Regions from separate parts of the Astyanax mexicanus genome. Here region 2 is linked to region 1. The links are chromatin contacts, called in public Hi-C maps. All regions are on one chromosome and are shown on one strand. Each heading gives the region's core, a stretch centred on a gene start, on an enhancer-like site or on the middle of the called end of the contact. The rest is flanking DNA. Distances are from core to core; before and after follow the strand shown. Region 1 holds the start of bcl9l (bcl9 like). Region 2 overlaps bcl9l (bcl9 like).

Region 1 (5,583 bases), core at 911-3,410:
ATGTCTGTTAAATGCTAGATTGTCTATGAGGCATCTATAAATACTTAAATACACCAGTGATTAATGTCATATTATGCAGGTGTGTCAGTACACTTCAATGATGCAGCATTTATGTAGAAAAATATATTGAGATCTACCAATATACAGTTCTGAAAAAGAGAGACCACTTAAAAATGACGAGTTTCTTTGATTTTACCAAATTTAAAACTTTTGTAATATAATCAGGAGAAAGAAGAATGATCACAAGCATCAAACCCAGCTTAACTGCTTGATTTTGGCACCAGGAGTGGCATAAAGTTATCCAAAAGCAGTGTGTAAGACTGGTGGAGTAGAACATGCCAAGATGCATGAAAACTGTGGTTAAAAACCACGGTAATTCCACCAAATATTAATTTCTGAACTGTTAAAACTTTATGAATATGAAGTTGTTTTCTTTGCATTATTTGAGATGAGAAGTAATGGTAACATCACAAAATGTGAAATGCTTTACTTTCTCTACTTTTTTAATTCTCTAAATGTGCTGCAGGCCAGAAATGCAGGAATTGATGTATATTAATAAATGGAATGAAGTTGAGCAGATAAAACATGACATATCTTGGGTTCATACTGTCAGCAATCAAAACAAAAGTCCAAGTAAATTTGAGAAACACTGTGCATTTCTTCTATTTGTTTTTTTTTTTCATTCTGTCCTTCCTACAAACGTTTGAATACCACAGTTCTACAGTCCTGCAGGTCAGTGGTGCTTCTCCTGAGGGACTGGAGTAGATTTTACCAGAGCTCTGCACCAGCAGAGGGAGTGCTCACCTGTCAAATAAGGGGAACTGTTTACCCCTCAGCACTGATCTCAGATCAGCTCCAGCGGAACCAGACCCTCAGCACAGATCTCTGATCAGCTCCAGCAGAATCGTACCCTCAGCATACCTGCATGTCATTTATAGGTTTATTTAGAAAAGCATTATTCAGAAATTCAGGTGTGAGGTCTAGTATCTGATGTACAATCTGATCTGAGATGCATGAAAATCAGTTTGTTCAAGTACAGGTTGGCTAGTTTATGACTGATAAGTATGAGGAAATGTGATAAAGGTTGAGGATAATAAACATTTTCACAGATTTTAGTTCCTCGTAGCTTACTAGACACATGAACAGAGGAAATAATTCAATTATGCTGCTGTTGATACAAGCTAACAAAACAAAGTCGATGATGTAGGTATTACTACTACTACAACTAATATCTATGATGATAAATGTATTTATTGTATTTATTGCAGCGTTCTCGTTTTATTTTGCACAATTTAGTGCACATTTGTGCTTTATTTCATATATAATGTCCTGTTCCATGTTGCACTTGGTTCTGGTGAAATTATGGAATGACAATAAAAGCCTTGTCTTTACTTTATTATTATTATTGTTATTATTATGCAATAAAGTAAGTACCAGTACCAAGAATAATGAATAACATCACTAATATTAGTAATACCAATAATAATACCAATAACAATTATTATTGTTATTGGTATTATTATTGTTGTTATTATATCTCAATGCAAATTAAAAGCATACAAAAACACTGTTCATATTAGTGATGACTTAATTTAAAATAAATAAATGATTAAATAAAATAATAAAATTATGTTTTTCTTCTTCTTCTTCTTCATCTTTTTATTATTATTATTATTAGTAGTAGTAGTAGTAGTATTGTTATTATTACTATTGTTATTATGTTGTTAATAAACAAAAAAATAATAATTACAACTACTACTACTAATAACAATAACAATAATAATAATAATAACAATAACAATAATTATTATTATTATTATTGTTATTGTTATTATTATTATTGTTGTTGTTGTTGTTGTTGTTGTTGTTGTTATTATTATTATTATTATTATTATTATTATTATTATTATTATTATTATTATGCTTATTATTACTATTTCTATATACTTCATTAATTACCACCATAACCAGTGTGTATTTTTGTTTTTTCCAGTGTTTGAACACATTAGGTCGGTGAGTGGCGGAGAAACGTGGCAGCTGGTGCTGCTAGACAAGTGTGCGCGTGAACCAGTGACTTGAGCAAACAGCGTGCGTGTGTGTGTGAGTGTGTGCGTGTGTGTGTGTGTTGTGGTACCTAGGCTATGGTGTGTGTAACATGCACACACACAGCGTCCTGCCCTTCCCCGGCTCCGGCTGTGGAGTCATGATCCGCTGCTGCTGCTGTCGCTGTCTTCCCGGGAACCCGTCTTCCGTCCCGAGCCCAGCAGACACAGCCAGCCTGCGGGCAGCGCGCCTCTGAGCCCGGCGAGCCCCACGGAGGAGACGCCGCAGGAGGCGGCGGAGGGATACAGAGATCCAGGGCGAAGCGGCGGTGGAGGAGGAGGCGGAGGGCGCTCTGGCTGATGTCGGCTGGCCGTCACTCCTGAAACCGGCCTCGGTCGCTCTCCCAGACACCGCGGCGGAATGGGGTAGGAACACGTCCACAGAGCCCTTTGGCGTTAGACCTGGGTGGCCTGAACACAACGCGGTACTGCCGCCTGCCTGGCGGGTAGTACCAGCCAGCGGGTCCGCGGGGGGCATGAAATGTGCAACCGAGGAAGGAGCGCTCTGAGGCTTGCCTGAAAACGCGTCGCCCGCTGCTGCTGCTGCTACTGCCCAGGCTGGACTTGTCAGCTAGCTAGCTAGCTAATGGCTAGCTAATGGCTAGCTAAGCTCTCTATTACAATTAGCCGATCCAGTTCTGGGAGGTAAAGACCCGCTCCGTGATTTCGTTCCGACCGCGTCGGCAAACTTGATGAAGCTCGGCTGCATCAAACCTGCACAGGCGGTCAAAACGAAATCCTGGAGCGGATCGTTACATCCCGGATTTGGACCGGCTAATTCCACTAATAAGCTGACGACAGACGTGTAAAAACATCAGGGCCGCGTGTGACAGAGCTAAAGGAGATATTTACACACATTCAAAGCGAATTCGTCACGTCCTTGAGTGTTTAAGTCGGTTTAATTTGTTCAATTTAGATTTTTCTTAAATATAAGCTTGTTTGGCACACAGACACTTGAAGGATTCGGTGTGGTGTGGAGCTATGTAACGTTGTAATGCTGCTATCAGAGCTGCTGCTGTGGCCTCTGTTCACTTCCATTAATCAGGGCAGACATGCCAGCGTTTACACTGGCAGCTGCTGGGGGTAAATATTAGGACATAATTTGAATTAATATGTTGATATCGGTGTCATATAGTAGTACAGTGCTGTACTGAATGTTGCTCAGACTCAGAAAGGAGCTGCTGGAACTTGTAACCTCTGTTTGTAGAGGGTTTACTGTATGTAGTCAGGGGGGTCTGTAAACTACAATATGTGTGTGTTTACCAAGCAGCACATTGCTGCTTCAGCACAATTTTATAATAATAAATAAACTGTCTTTTATTTTTAGATACTCTATTCTAAGATGTTAAGTCGTTACTGTGAGAAAATATGAGATTTTGCGATCCCTAGCCTTTATTTTAGGAGTATCATCTTATATTATGTCCTCTAAATATTAATATTTAGAAGATGCTAAAAATGTATTTGAGATTTATCTCATTAGTTTAAGATACTATTTCATTTTTAAATAATTACTTTATTTTAAGATAATATGCCACTTTGAGAGATTTTCAAGATACCGGGTCATTATTTTGAATTGCTACTTTATTTTGAGATAAGTCATTTTGAGATACAAAACAAGATTTTGTTTAATTTTTTTGAGTAGGGTTGGACGATATGGCCCTGAAATAATATCACAGATAATATCACCGTATGTTGGGGTATGTTAGCGATAATGACAATCCTGGCAATTTGACAAAACATTGAATAAAAAAAAAAAATGTTGAGAATATTTTCTTGTATTGCGTTATAATATATATACCGGTATATTATTTTTGACATACAGAGATATTAAGTGCTAAGTGCTATACTTTCTTTATAGATTAGATTAATATGTTTAGTTACAATTTTAAGATACTTTATTTTAAGATATGTCACGTAGAGAAGCTAAGTGATTATTGTTATATTTTTTCATAATGCTAAGTAATTTGAGCTACTATCAGCTTATTTCCAAGCTACGAAGTCTTCTCATTATTTTGAGATTCCCTCTTTACTTTGATTAGTCACTATTTTAAGATACTATATTTTAAGATACTATTTTAAGATACTATATACTATTTACAGATGCTCGGTCATTGTTTTGAGATGATGTCATTATTGTGAGATACTAGTTTATTTAGAGATACTGTCTTATATTTCATATGCATTATTTTGAGATACTATATTGTTATTCTGATGTGATACATTATTTGGAAATAATGTTATTATTTTGAGAGGCTTAGTAGTTATTGTGAGATATTGTCTCATTATTTTGAGATACTAAGTCATTAGGTTAAGATAATGTCTTATCTTTCAGAGACGCTCATCGTATTTTGAGTGGCTAAGCCATTATTGTAGGCATGCAAAGTAATGCACAGCTATTGTTATCCAACTTTTATTTATTTTTTTAAAATAACTGTTTTTCTGACGAATTTTCGTAGTGTAACTTGTTCCACAGTTTTTGAGATGTTAGCACTGTTCCGACTTTAGATTGTTTGATTGTGTGTGGTGTGCTTGTATACTGCTTTTGCATACCTGCACTGATTTACCAATAATCCTTTTTTTCACAGCTCTAAATCACAGCAAAACAGACCCACACTCATTTGTTTGGCATTTTGTCATCCCTGGTTCCTCCCATTCACTCTTATTCCTTTTAAGAAAACTGAAACTTATCTGGAACCACTGAGGAAATACTTAGCTATACAATTGCAACACCTGTGCATCAGCCAAATAATACCTTAGGAACCACCCTGTTGCCATAGCAACCACCTAGCGACACCTTAGCAACCAACAGCTACAGTATAGCAACATGTTAGCAACCATTTAGCAACATCTTAGCCACCAGTGGTAATCCCGTTATCTGTGCAACCATTTTTTTCAGTTTTTTTTCTAGTTATAAAATACTGTCTTCTTATTTTAAGATGTGAAGTCATTGTTTTGAGTAATTACTGAGAAATTATATCACAGTTTAGTTAACACCTGTAGTTGGCTTGCTCTAGTCCAAATTAGGTTTTGTAAACTTGGAGCGTTTCTTCCTGGTCTGGACTGGTTTAGTTTGGTTTGGGCTAGTTTGGTCTGACCTCCTGAAGTGGTTGAAGTAATCAGATTTGGATCTGTTTGAATGTGTCTCAGACCACCTACTGAAGTAGTTTAAATGATTGGATTTGTATGTTTTATATGCGTATCAGACCACCTGCTGAAGTGGTTAAAATGATCAAATTTGTGCCAGTTTAGAGTGTGTCTTAGTTTACACTTGTATTTTTTTATTATCTTGTCCAATTAACATGCTGATATTTAAGATACACGAAATGCCCAGGTGTAAATAGGGTAAAAAAAAAAATTGTGAATACCCTTCCTCTGAATGTTACGGCTTTTGGTTATTAATTGAATCTGTGTTTCTTTACAAAAGGTAAATAAACTATGATATATTCACTATATGTCTGTGTTCAGACTGCGGGCATATCAG
Region 2 (5,583 bases), core at 2,076-4,575, 46 kb after region 1:
ACTGATTATTCTATCAATATTTAGTGCAATGGTATTCCTTACCTCTTACAGGTAATTAGGATAATTCACAAAATAAAAAAAATACATGTTCAAACTTTTTAATGTTTTACTACTTTATTACTTTTGAAAGACAAAACTATAAAACACAATAGTTTTACATAACATTGAAACATAACATTGCAATTTGTTGTTTAAGTTTTAGTTTTTGCACGGGGTGGTTGCAAAGATGTGAGATGAACTGTATTCATATTATATGTTGATTACACTAATTAAGGTAAGCATAAGAAGTTTCATACTGGAAAAAAATACTTTTAACTGTTATTCCTAGTTCTTCAAACTTTAAAATGGGCCAATTTGACCCAGAACATAACAGGAGGCTTAAACATTGCGTGTCAACATTTTAATCTGACAGATTTTAGACCTACTATATTATATCACTTTTAAATATAGGTTTAGTTGTTGTTTGCTTTTATTGTCCATGTCTGCACTGATGTTTTAAAAATCATATGGTCATGAAAATTTGCCTTGAAGGCATGGAAAAGTCATGGGCAAATAATGGAAATGGTTTTGGTAAAATGTGTATGAACCCTGATCTGCATATTCATAAGAAATTCATTAGCTTCTTCTGAGAAAGCATAATTATTACATTGTCTTATTATTGACTAATAACTATGTAATGTAATAGATTCAACAAAACGATCATCAGTGTATAGTTTCTTCTGCATGATGTCATCATAAATAGTTTAAAATACAAATCAGCTTTTTTTTTAGGAAATAAATACAATAATGCAATACTATATTCTAGCTAGAGGGGTATAAAATAAATGATGGAGAAGTTGTTTTGGTCGTATTAGTTTTAATACTTTACTACTTTGGTAAAATCTGCAGTAGTTTAAAATCTGAATTGGTCATATTATTTAACTCTCTCTCTCTCTCTCTCTCTCTCTCTCTCTCTCTCTCAGGAGAGCGAGTGATGTCCTGTCCGGGTCAGTCTCTCTCTGGTCCGTCTGCGGTGGGCTCGGTCGGAGAGCAGGGCGGGGCTGGGGGTATGGGGTGTGGTCTCGGTCCAGGGCTGCGTCCCGATCTGACCTCTCACCCCCCTCAGCAAGTAGTGTACGTCTTCACCACCAGTCTGGCCAACAGGTGAGTGATTTCTCTTATGTGAACTTTAGCTGCAGATAAAGGTTTGTGTGCCGTTGGTGTGCTAAGAGTGCTGACTTTGATATGGACTTGATAGAACACAGTGGATCAACACCAGCAGATGACATGTCTCTCCAAACCATCACTGATCATCAGTAAATTTTACATTTCATTTGGAAATCAAGGGATCAGAGACTGGAGGAAGAGTGGAGAGACACACAGTCCGAGCTGCTTGAGTTCTAGTGTGAAGTTTCACATCACAATCAGTGATGGTTTGGAGAAACGTGTCATCTGCTGGTGTTGATCCACTGTGTTTTATTATCAAGTCTAGAGTCAGTGCAGTGTTTTCTAAGAAAATCTTACAGCAGCACTTCATGCTTCCCTCTGCTGATAACTTTTATAGAGATGCAGATTTCCTTTTCCAGCAGGATTTGGCACACTGCCAAATGTACCAATGGTTTTTATATAATATCCAAATTTTCTGAGATACTGATTTTTGGGTTTTCATTGGCTGTAAGCCATAATCATCAACAATAAAAGAAATAAACTCTTAAAATAGATCACTCTGTGTGTAATACATCTATATAATATATGAATTTTACATTTTGAACTGAATTACTGAAATAAACTAACTTTTAAATGATATTCAAATATTGAGATTTAATTTTTTTGTGACCAATTACATATGCTTAAACATTATGCTGGTTATAATTGTTGTTTTTTGTGTTTAAGTAGAATTGTACTTTAAGTATTTGTACCTCGCTGTGTGATTTACACACCACACGGCAATTCTCCTCACAATTTTTATTTTTTATTTTATTGTTGTAAATTAAATATCTACCAGAAACACAATATATCTGCCCCATATTTTTGTACTGCATTTTACAGTATTTAATTTTGTGCAATGTATATCACAGAAAAAATATGTATAAAATACATACATTTTTTTTTTAAGATTGTTCACCCCTACTTTATATCAGTGTGAATAAAATGGTTAAGTACGTACGTGTATATGATATGTAACATATGTGTGTTTATCATCCCACAGTGCTGCAGAGGCAGTGATGCACGGTCATACAGACTCCATCCTCCTGTTTCACCAGCAAAATGTTCCTCGCACCAAACTGGACCAGGTATGCACACAGACTCTCCAACAGCAGATATTTAACACAAACCCAAGGACTTATGATTGGAGACACAAATGTTTAAATAACTTAAACTCCAGTTTCTAGCTAAATCCAGCATAATGTAATCAGGGAAACTCCTCGCTTCCTGTAAGGTGGTCTGACTCCATCTAAAACTGGTCTGTTCTCGGCCAGAGAGGGAAACTTCAGCACCCTGGAGAGCATCTGGCAGTATCTCCCCACCCACCCACCTCACGGAACACAACATTTAGTACCATTGTTCTGTTTAAACATAGTAAACACTAGTGAGTGTCTTATATTTAAGACCTCATAAATAAAGCCACTGTTTGGCGAAAGCCTTTTATCTCCAAAAGGGTAACTTTAGAGGAGATGGAAATAACGTAATAACTTAACTTTCCATTAAAGTAAATTGTATAGCATTGTATTACAAGCCATTTTGGAGCCTTTCTATTGGTCCATTCATCATGAAATTAAATTGAAGTCTGAAGTGTTACTGTCTCTTTCAAAAGTGTCTCAGACCCAGCTCTCTGTGAAGCTGCCTTTATTTCATATTTCAAAAATGGAGATACAAGGTTTTTGCGGGACAGTGACGTTAAGTCGGGTTCTGTATGTCCTTCTGAAAGAGGAAGGAAGAAGAAAGCTTTTGTATTTATCTTCACATGTTTATGCAGGTGTGGAGGAGCGTGGGAGGCTGCATTTGTTTAAATCTATTTATGTCGTTTAACAAATGCTTTGTTCCCTTTTTTATTTCTGAAAAGTTTAGAAGAATTCAAGTGAAAAATGCTGTGTTTTTCTGTAGTGCTGTGTTTTGTAATGTGTTTTTGTAGAAGCTCTAGGGCAAAAATATATCCTGTAATTTTTGGGTGGTGCTGAAAATGAGCTAAAACAGACATTCAGAACATTTACAAAATGTTGTTTTGGAGTTGGAAGTAATTTTTATTTTTTTTTCTTGTTTCTTTTCAGTGCACTGCTGTTGGGAAGCTTCCCAGCCTATCAGAGCAGCTCAGCTCTAGTAGCACCCCTCCCATGGGCACGCCCAAATCCCAAAGCGGTACACCTCGGCCGGCCTCTGGCGGTGGAGTTGTTGGGGGGCACCTGGCGAGCGGAGGTACGCCCTCGTCCACGGTTCATCCGGAAAGCGAAAGTTCCCAGACGCATCCTGTCGGGACTCCCAGTCACAATAACGGTGCAGCATCCCATCCGTCTGGACCGGGAAGCTCGGGCCCGCCTCCTTCAGGGGCTCCAGGCTGTGGAATGGTAGATGGATCGGGCCCCATCAATCACCCAGGCGCAGGGGTCTCGCCAACGGTCAGTCCAAACATGCTGTCTGCCCACCTTCAGGGTGAGCACGATCAGCCTGGAGGCCCAATGAACACTGACGGACTATCTAAAGAGCAACTGGAGCACCGCGAACGTTCCCTGCAGACGCTGCGGGACATAGAGCGGCTGCTCCTGCGCAGTGGTGCAGGCGGTGCTGGTGGCCATGGAGACCCTGGAGGTCCCAACAGTAACCCGAACAACAGCTCCAACGTTAACAATAACAATAATACTGATGGAGGTAGAATTCTGGAGGATGGCGAGAACCCTGGGGGAGGTGCTGGCAACAACAGTGGCCTGCCCCCTGGTATGCCCCCTGGCATGCCCCCTGGTATGCCCCCTGGTATGGGTGGAATGAAGAAGTACGAGGAACCTCTGCAGTCTATTATCTCGCAAACGCAGAACCTTGGCGGGCCTGGAATTGACGACACCATGATGGGTCCACACCACGGCATGCCCCCTCATCACCACCTGTCTTCGCCCTCAGGACTGGACATGGGTCCAATGCTGGGTCCTGACGGGCTAACTCCAGAGCAGATGGCCTGGAGGAAGCTGCAGGAGGAGTACTATCAAGAAAAGCGTCGTCAGCAGGAGATACCGCCTCAACACTTCCGCATGATGTCTGAAATGGGCATGCCTGGGGCGCCGCACCTCATGATGAGGGGTCCTCCACCTCCATACCACAGCAAACCTGGAGACCAGCAGTGGGGACCAGGGCCTATGATGGGCGCAGGGATGGGAGGGAATCTGAGGATGATGGACATGCATCAAGAGGGGCCTCGGGGTCCCAGGTTTCTTGGGCAGATGCAGCGAGGCCCCCCGGGTGGTGGTGGGTACCCCGGAAGCCCTGGTGGAGTTTTACCCATGGAAGGGTTAGGACCTCAAAGACCTCCCAGACCAGGAATGGGCTGGCTGGATGACATACCCCCAAATATGGGTGGAGGTGGTCCATTTCATGGGTGCTACCCCCCTGGAGGGCCTGGCGGACCACCTCAGCACATGCAGGGTGATCTGGATCGACCCTTGACGCGAGAGGAGATGTTTCGGATCATGGAGAAACGACAGCTGCAAGGGCTCCGGAGGCTAGAACTGGAACAGTTGTCCAGGCAGCAGCAGCAGGGTGGACTCGGAGGGCCAGGCTTTCCTAATCCTGGCATAGGAGGAGGCCCACCATCTCGAGGTGACCCAATGGACTTTCCCAGTTCCCGAGCCATGATGAGTCCTCCCATTGGTGGTGCAGGTGGGGGCGGTGGCCCTTTAATGAGAGATATTGTTGACTCTCCTTTAGGGGGAAACCTAAATATAAACATGGGCATGAACATGAACCTGCAGCAGCAGCAAATGTTGGTCCAGAAACTGCGAGGAGGACCCGGGGCAGAGATGCTGACCCCCGAGGACATCTCCCGCATCAGGGCTGCACAGAACGGCCGGGTCGTAGCTAACAAAGGAATGATTCCTGGCCCAGATGGACCTCTACAGTTCCCAAATCATGGCCCCTTTCCAGGTGGGCAAGGGGACGGACCTTACCTACAGCAGTCAGGCCCAGAGATGTTTGGACCTGACCAGCAAGGTCCTCAAGGACCCCAAATTAGCGGCACTTCCAGGCTTAGCCATATGCCCATGAATACGGGGCCGAGGGGTGCCGACATGGGTTCACGGCATCCATCAGATCTTTCCATTAACATCAACCCGATCGGCTCCCCCGCCATGCCCCCGCCACACCAGCTTAAGTCGCCCTCCCTCAGCCAGGAACCGTCACCACTCATGCCCTCCCCTTCTGCCCCAGGCCTGAAGTCCCCCAGCCAGCTACCCCCCACCGGTCCACCGCACCCTCCTTTACCAGCAGCTTCCGGGGCAGGAACACCATCTACCACGTCGATGAAGTCCCCGCAGGTCATGGGTTCGTCTCTGGGACTCCGCTCGCCGTCCGGCTCCCCTGGGCACCTCAAATCTCCAGCCATGCCTGTTGCCTCTCCAGGTT

The links. Hi-C and Micro-C count contacts between places; a contact is called where the count stands out from the background.
Region 2: a Hi-C map of muscle shows a contact between it and region 1, with 12 times the contacts expected there. The contact joins the enhancer-like site here to the promoter of bcl9l in region 1. A contact is called at or near these places in 3 of 3 Hi-C or Micro-C datasets (blood and muscle).

Annotation. Positions count from the first base shown.
Region 1 is chr9:29,747,653-29,753,235 of AstMex3_surface, forward strand. It overlaps bcl9l (bcl9 like), which reads left to right and starts at 2,161. Exons shown (of 9, transcript XM_007259536.4): 1 at 2,161-2,468. LOC125804608 (a long non-coding RNA gene) reads right to left here and starts at 2,221. Exons shown (of 3, transcript XR_007440735.1): 1 at 2,135-2,221; 2 at 805-921.
Region 2 is chr9:29,792,351-29,797,933 of AstMex3_surface, forward strand. bcl9l (bcl9 like) reads left to right here. Exons shown (of 9, transcript XM_007259536.4): 5 at 963-1,143; 6 at 2,189-2,273; 7 at 3,249-5,583. Among protein-coding and RNA genes, the nearest start is that of LOC103046415, 19 kb to the right of the region's middle. Within about 2 kb of position 3,326, the one cell type or tissue checked has an H3K27ac peak away from gene starts, as active enhancers do.